2 separate regions of the Rattus norvegicus genome follow, and region 1 is linked to region 2. Evidence: chromatin contacts called from public Hi-C data. All regions are on one chromosome and are shown on one strand. Each heading gives the region's core, a stretch centred on a gene start, on an enhancer-like site or on the middle of the called end of the contact. The rest is flanking DNA. Distances are from core to core; before and after follow the strand shown.

Region 1 (3,195 bases), core at 186-2,685, 240 kb before region 2:
AGCTTGGATGGTGTGAATGAAGGAGAGCTTCTCAAGGAAAGAGGAGCCTCGAAGAATTTGAACCCAAGGGGCTCCCACAGCAAAGTCCCTTCTGTTTGGTGGGGTAACTGCCAAGTAGTTAACACCGGTGGATGACCTGTGGGAGGTTTGCCATGGAACTGTTTATATCAAGCTTTAGAGGGGTCCTCAGGAGCTGTTAACTACTGTGCCCATCTTTATGACTTTTTCTGAGTGTACGTGCAGACCTATGTGCATGTTTTGTGTCTACATGGGTGCACATGTGTGGAAGCCAACCCCAGGCATTGTTCCTCAGGAGCTATCTGGTCACCTTGGTTTGCTGTTGTTGTTGTTTGAGAAAGGGTCTCTTACTTACATGTGAGGCTCACTAACTCCAGGAATCCACCTATCTTCACCTCCCTAGTTCTGACGTTACAAGGCCATGCCACTCAAATGGGTTCTTTATGCATTCCGTTGCATTCTCCAGAACCTCACAATTTGGTTTACCTGTAGCAATTAGACCTTTAGGAAGGGAACTGTGCTTTTTCAAAACAGCCTATTCGGTTGGGCTCTGCAGCAGAAATGTCAGTGCTGCAGTGGCACAGAGGGAAGATTGTGCGGGGATACAACAAGAATGACCACTGGTAAGCCAGGACGGTTCTCTAAAGCAAACAAATTTGAACACACCCCATTCCTGACCATCCATCCTCTAGAAGTGTGAGAAAGTAAATCTCTCTCATCTGAACTACCACATCTGTTGTACCTTGCGTTAGGAGTCACAACAAGCAGAAGGAAACCTCCCAGTCACCAACAAATGCCCATGCCTGGGTCGATGTTTCTCACAATACTGTTCATTGCCTGTTTGACGTTCATTCAACCTTTTAAGCAATAATGACAACTAATGGATACCAGATGCTGTCTTTCAGGTTGAGAACAGCTAACGTCTAGTGAGCACCCACTAAACCGCAGAAGACCACCCAGCACCTGACATGAAACAAATCTTTTAGTCCTACAAGGTCCCGAGGAGTAGGCGCTGCAATAATAGCATTCTACCGATGGGACACCAAGGTACGTAAGGCCATGCGCTGAATGAGGCAGGGCGTGACTAAGGGGTCTGGCCCCTCTCCTATCTAGGGGTGACGCAGGCACCAAGAGCGCGCAGACCGCAGCAGCAAGGGTGACTGCAGGAAAGAGGAGGCCCCGCTCCAGTGCACGGATCTTAGCTTTGTGCTCCGCCAGGCCCCATCACACCGCGCTGTCAGTGGGCCTCGCGCACTCTAGCCGCGCTGACCCGGAGCCCACGCGAGTCGAGTGTCCCAGGACGCCTTACCCACGGAGGCCGCTCTCGCCCGGCCGCCTCCTTGACACTCGTTCTCGTCAAACTGGTGTCAACTGCAGGACTCCAACCGCCTCGGAACCATTCCGACAACGCCCCCTCGGCAGCTCGTCGGCAACTTCCGGCGCCGTCACTTCCGTTTGAGGCTTGGCCTCTATGCGCATGCGCATTGACTCGTGCTAGCCGGGATTGAGTTCTGCGCGGGGAAGCTGGGCGAGCCGGTGGCGGTGCTTCGCTGGGCGGCTGCAGCTCCACGTGCTCCTGGCGGCCGGTTGGGACCGTTGGCGGGGTCGGCTGAGAGGTGAGAGTTGCTTGGAGCCCGGGGCCTGGAGGGAGGGCGATGGCGGCATGGCCGCCTTCCTTGAGGACTCGCTCGCGGGCAAAATCTGGAGTTCTGAGCTGGAGACGTTGCATCCCGGTTTTTAGTCCGGCCCGATGGCATGGTTAGTCCTCACCTCACAGGGCTTTAGACTTGCTGGCTGATGGGGAGAGGGCTTTTCTCTGAATCTCGAGAACTAGGTCCGGAGAAAGGGTCTGAGGGCTCCTTGAGCTTAGAGGACCAAAGACCTAACTAAGTGCCTGCGAATCCCCAAATAGTGATCTAGATACAAGCTATTTAGCCCAGTGGTACCTCCACTCCTGTCCAAAAGGGATACTAGAGGACCTAACTTGGGGTGTGTGTGAATTCTACAAGGGTAAAGACCTTGACGGGAAGTAGTTGCTCGGCAAATGTATTTTCCTGCAGCACCTACCTCCCAGGAGAAAGAAGTAAGAGAGATGATAGGGGTCTGTGAGCCTGTGAGCCTAGCTTCTGGCCATTGAGGCCTAGGGATATGGGGCTTGCTCAAATGGTGGCAAGCGTCTAATGTCTTCATAGTACCTAACAGCTGCAAGTTATTCAGGTGAGGCTGTGGTGAGGAGACTTGAACTGCCTTCCTCAAGGCAGGGGAATGGCTTGGATTATTTGAGCTTCAGTAGAAACATATGTCCCACTCATGGTCTTACCCCGGGTCCTAAGAGGGTGGAGATATGTGCGTGGCTTTCCTCTTTCAGTGCACCTGTGATTTCTACTAATTCTGGAAGGGGCTTGTGTCTAGGTATAGTGGGTGGACTCCCTATTTCAGAGATGGGGAGGACTTGAAGTTTAAAGGGAGCATTTACCAGTCTGGCCTTTAAGATATGCTGTTTGGGGGGCAAATGTAGTCATCATGTGTGCATGAGTTGAAAAAGGGATAGTCCAGTCTGTAAAGTGCTTGACAGACAAGCATGAGGACCTGAATTTTCATGCTCAGAACCCAGGTTAAAGAGCAAGGTGTGGCGACGGATCCCTGTGGCTCACTAGTCAGCTCGCCTGGTCTAATCAGCAAGCCTCCCAACTCCCAGTGAGAGAGAGACAAGGTAGGGGACTGCAGACATGGCTTGGTGATTAAAGTATTTGCTGCTCTTCCAGGAGACCTGAGTTCAATTCCCAGCACCCAAAATCTAAGAGATCTGTATTAGGGTTCTCTAGAGTCACAGAACTTATGGAACATCTATATATTAAGGGAACTTATTGTAATGACTTACAGTTTATAGTCCATCTAACCCAACAGTGCACAACTAACTGTGAATGGGAAGTCCAAGAGTCTAGTAGTTTCTCAGTCCCACACAGCTATGTGTTTCAGCTGTTCTTCTGTAAGCCGGAATCCTGAAGAAGTAGGTTTCAACATATGTGCTGGCAAGTAAGTACAAGCAGGCGGAAAAGAGTGAGCCTTCCTTCTTCCAATGTTCTTATGTGAGCCTCCAGCTGGTGTGGCCCAGATGAAAGGTGTGAACCATCACACCTGGATTTGGAACTTGCTCTGTCCCAGTCTGGACTTGAA
Region 2 (3,401 bases), core at 855-3,354:
ACCAGCACAGCTGAGGCTTCGCCTTGGTCGGAGATGGCGGATAGCCACACAGCTGCACGCTCGTGTGCATGTGCAGAGAGAGACGCAGGCAGGGCTCATGCTGAGAATATGAGCTCTGCATTCAGGTACTCCTGTCCCAGCCTTATCCAAGATGAGCACAGGCTGGACCTGGCCATGCTCACGTACACCTGGGACTTAGGTGAAGGAAGGCTGACCAGCTGGTGCCAGCTAGGGAACTGGAGAGCTGCCACAGGCCTGGGGTCTGGTGGAAGGAACCAGGGACTCTTGCAGCCACCACGTAACATATTTGTGTGCATGGGCATGTGTAGGTGTTAGGTTCTGTGTGCCCCACCCCCTACCCCTGTGCTAAGACAATGTCAGGTTTAGGGAACAAGATCAGGCACATTTTAGTTTGGGAAATTGCAGTGGCCCCTAACAACAACTGTATGCTCTGCCCTTAGTCTTGTCTTGCTAGACTCTAGCACCATAGAGTAGTGGGCATCTGAGCAGAGACTAGAAGTTTCTGGGGTTCAACTTGTCCATCTGTAAAATGGGCTTTTAATAACAGTACTGCTGCCTAAATATCATTGGGCTGCTAGACACAGCCAGTTCGAAAGAAAAGAAAGCAAGCAAGGAAGGAAGGAAGGAAGGAAGGAAGGAAGGAAGGAAGGAAAGAAGGAAGGAAAAAAGGAGGAGAGAGAGGGGAGAGGGAGAGAGAGATCCTCTTTTACTTCCTCTCTTTACTTCCCTCTGGTTCACCCTCTGGCAAGACAGACAATCTTAGCTCTCCCCACCCAAAGTCCTAGAGGCTCTCTCATTACCCGAGACCCATTGTCAAAGCCCCTACCTCTGAAAAGCCTCCCGAAAGCCACCCATGTGCCTCCCCTCATCTCTCATATTTATCTCTGATTCAACTCTGGATCCTAACCCTGTAGCTTCCACAGTATAAGCTTTGGCCAGTCACATGGCCACTCCTTGGCCAGCTTCCTCATCTTCACAATGGGAATCTACATCGTAAGGGGATTGCACAAGAAGAAGAGAGCCTGGCACTGGCACATGTCCTGTGTCAGGTTCCGGAGGGTGGGGCTTATCCTGAGGGCTGGGGCTATGCTGCGTGTCTCCTGAGTCTGGTGCCAAGCCTGCTGCTGAGGCAGCCCTGGGTAGGTGCTGGTGGCATGGTGGAAGATGAGGTGGGGTCGTCACTTCAGGAATAGGCATTGCCAAATGAAACAGCTCCGAAAGCACTAGTGGGAGTTTGAGTCGAACAGGATTCACTGAACAGATCTCTCTTAAAAAGTACTCCATCTCCATCATCTTTTCTCCTTTAAGTACCATCCAGGTCTGAGCTCAGAGAACATTTCCCCTGAACTGCCTGGCACCAGCTATATTGAGCCTCTTTTCTAGACCCTGCCTCCTCCCCCTGGCTCTCAAGTCTGAGCTTCTTAAGGGTGGACTACTCCCATCACATCTGGAAGTTTCCTGGTAGGCAAGGGAGAACGGCAAATGGAAGTCATCTCCTGCCTCAGCCGCTCTTCTGGGGGAAAGGGTGGCTCCCTGCTTCTCTGTGGCCTGTTGGTTCACTGTTCTTGTGTAGCCTGCCCCCACTTCTTCCGACTGGTTACACACACACACACACACACACACACACACACACACACACACACACACACACACGCTTCTTCCCACTGATCCCAGGGAAGAAAAACCTGTGACCGAAAGCATTACTGTTTGTGCCTGCCTTAGGAAAGAAAAGACGGCCAGCCCTGAGCAAGCGTGAGGCAGCTGTCCACCAGAACCTCATCCTCGGTGCTGTAACAGGACGCCAGGGGTGGTAGAGAGCGAAGGGCAACAGGAGGGAGTACAGAATTCAAACTCCAGCCTTCCTGCTCCCAAGTGTCAGGCTCCGTAGCTGCCAGACAGGCTGAGCGCTACCCCGCAGCAGCCACCCAGGCCTGCACTTCCCACAGGACAGAAGCCACTCTGCATTTACCTTTGTCCTCCTCGGCCGCCAGCCCCGGCGCCCCACAGGTGGCCCCACAGGCGGCTCCCCAGGGCCACTGGTGTCATGTATCAGGGAAGCTAGGGCAAGCTCCCTGGCATCCATGTTTTTTTTTTCTTCCTGGCTCCAGGACCCTGGACTTGCCAGGGCATCTCTGCAGTGAGGAGGCAGAGTCCACAGGAAGGAGGGCAGAGCAGGAAGTGTGGCTATGCGATCATGCCTGAACAGGAAGCCAGCAGCGTTGTTCCCCTGCTCCTAAGCAACTGGGGCAGCTGCTCTCCCCGCAGTCACACCCAAGGTTTCTTTGGTTTCATTTTGTTTTGTTTGCCCCCCCACCCCCACCCCCCCCACACACACACGCTCTCTAACAAGGCCAGAACTCTGGTTGGGGCAGCCAGCACGAACCCCAGAGAAACCTCCTAAGAGTTAAGGCCAAAGGTCACTCATTGGCTTTCTCCTTAGAAGCTGGGTAGGTTCCAGTGCTGACTCTTCCTCTTAACTGTGTCCACGGGCAAGTCTTGAGAGTGATCTGAGCTTGCATTCTGCCAGGGCAAAATGAAATATTGATCTCTCTCTAATTGTCCTGCAGAGTCAGTTCTGCTGCTCAAAGAGCAAACGGGCAGAGCGGCGCGCAGCAACGTCGGGTGGTCCCAGCGGTCCCAATAAAAACATAAAGAGGCAATGACCTTGTACACACCAGGATAGCCTGAGAATCAATTCACTCTGTGGCCAGTTTGCTCCAGGGTCAGTCAGAGAAGTGTCTTCAGTGAGCCACAGTCAGAACAGGCTGCATGAACTCTGTGCTCTGAGAGGCTGGGAGGGGACAGAAGTGGGCTTGATGGATGAAGAATGCGTAGGAGGTGAGGGGCAGGGTTCAAGTCCCCACACAAGACTCTGAGAAACTGTGTGTAGTAGAAAGGACACATGGAGATAAAGAATGTGAGAGGGGAAACTACTGGGGACATGATTGTCCCGTGCACCCGAAGGCATCCAGTCCCAGAGGAGACAGTGCTGTCTTGTGTAATGCAAGGAGACAATGCTGTCCGGGGGAACCAGGAACCACCCCAGGCAAGAGAAACCAGCCTTAGTTCTCAGCCAGGGATTCACAGAGCTCAGGTGATTGCTTAACCTGCTAGTCATCAGTCAGGGACACCTCCTGCAGGCACAGATAGCTGATGCTGGGGACAGACAAAAAGTCTATGTGACTGGGGCCTAAGGTTCAGGAGGGGTCAGCAGAAGAGAGTGGGGGACAGCCACACTCCTTCACACTAAGGACTTCACAGTCATGGGCTCCTTCCTCACCCACTAGCCAGCTTCCCTCTGTACTCCCCCCCACCCCCTGCAACAACAGTCCTCATCACCTATTAAAACCTTGTTTGAGATTGCATCAGGTGACCGCCAC

The links. A called contact is a pair of places that touch in the nucleus more often than the background predicts.
Region 1: a contact with region 2 is called in a Hi-C map of Schwann cells, with 4 times the contacts expected there. The contact joins the promoter of Zbtb49 here to the promoter of Slc2a9 in region 2. A contact is called at or near these places in 2 of 12 Hi-C or Micro-C datasets (the Rat2 cell line and Schwann cells).

Annotation. Positions count from the first base shown.
Region 1 is chr14:76,801,246-76,804,440 of GRCr8, reverse strand. It overlaps Zbtb49 (zinc finger and BTB domain containing 49), which reads right to left and starts at 1,435. Exons shown (of 8, transcript NM_001394682.2): 1 at 1,328-1,435. Lyar (Ly1 antibody reactive) reads left to right here and starts at 1,676. Exons shown (of 9, transcript NM_001011911.1): 1 at 1,676-1,776.
Region 2 is chr14:76,559,658-76,563,058 of GRCr8, reverse strand. Slc2a9 (solute carrier family 2 member 9) reads right to left here and starts at 2,104. Exons shown (of 12, transcript NM_001191551.1): 1 at 1,991-2,104. The coding sequence starts at 2,104.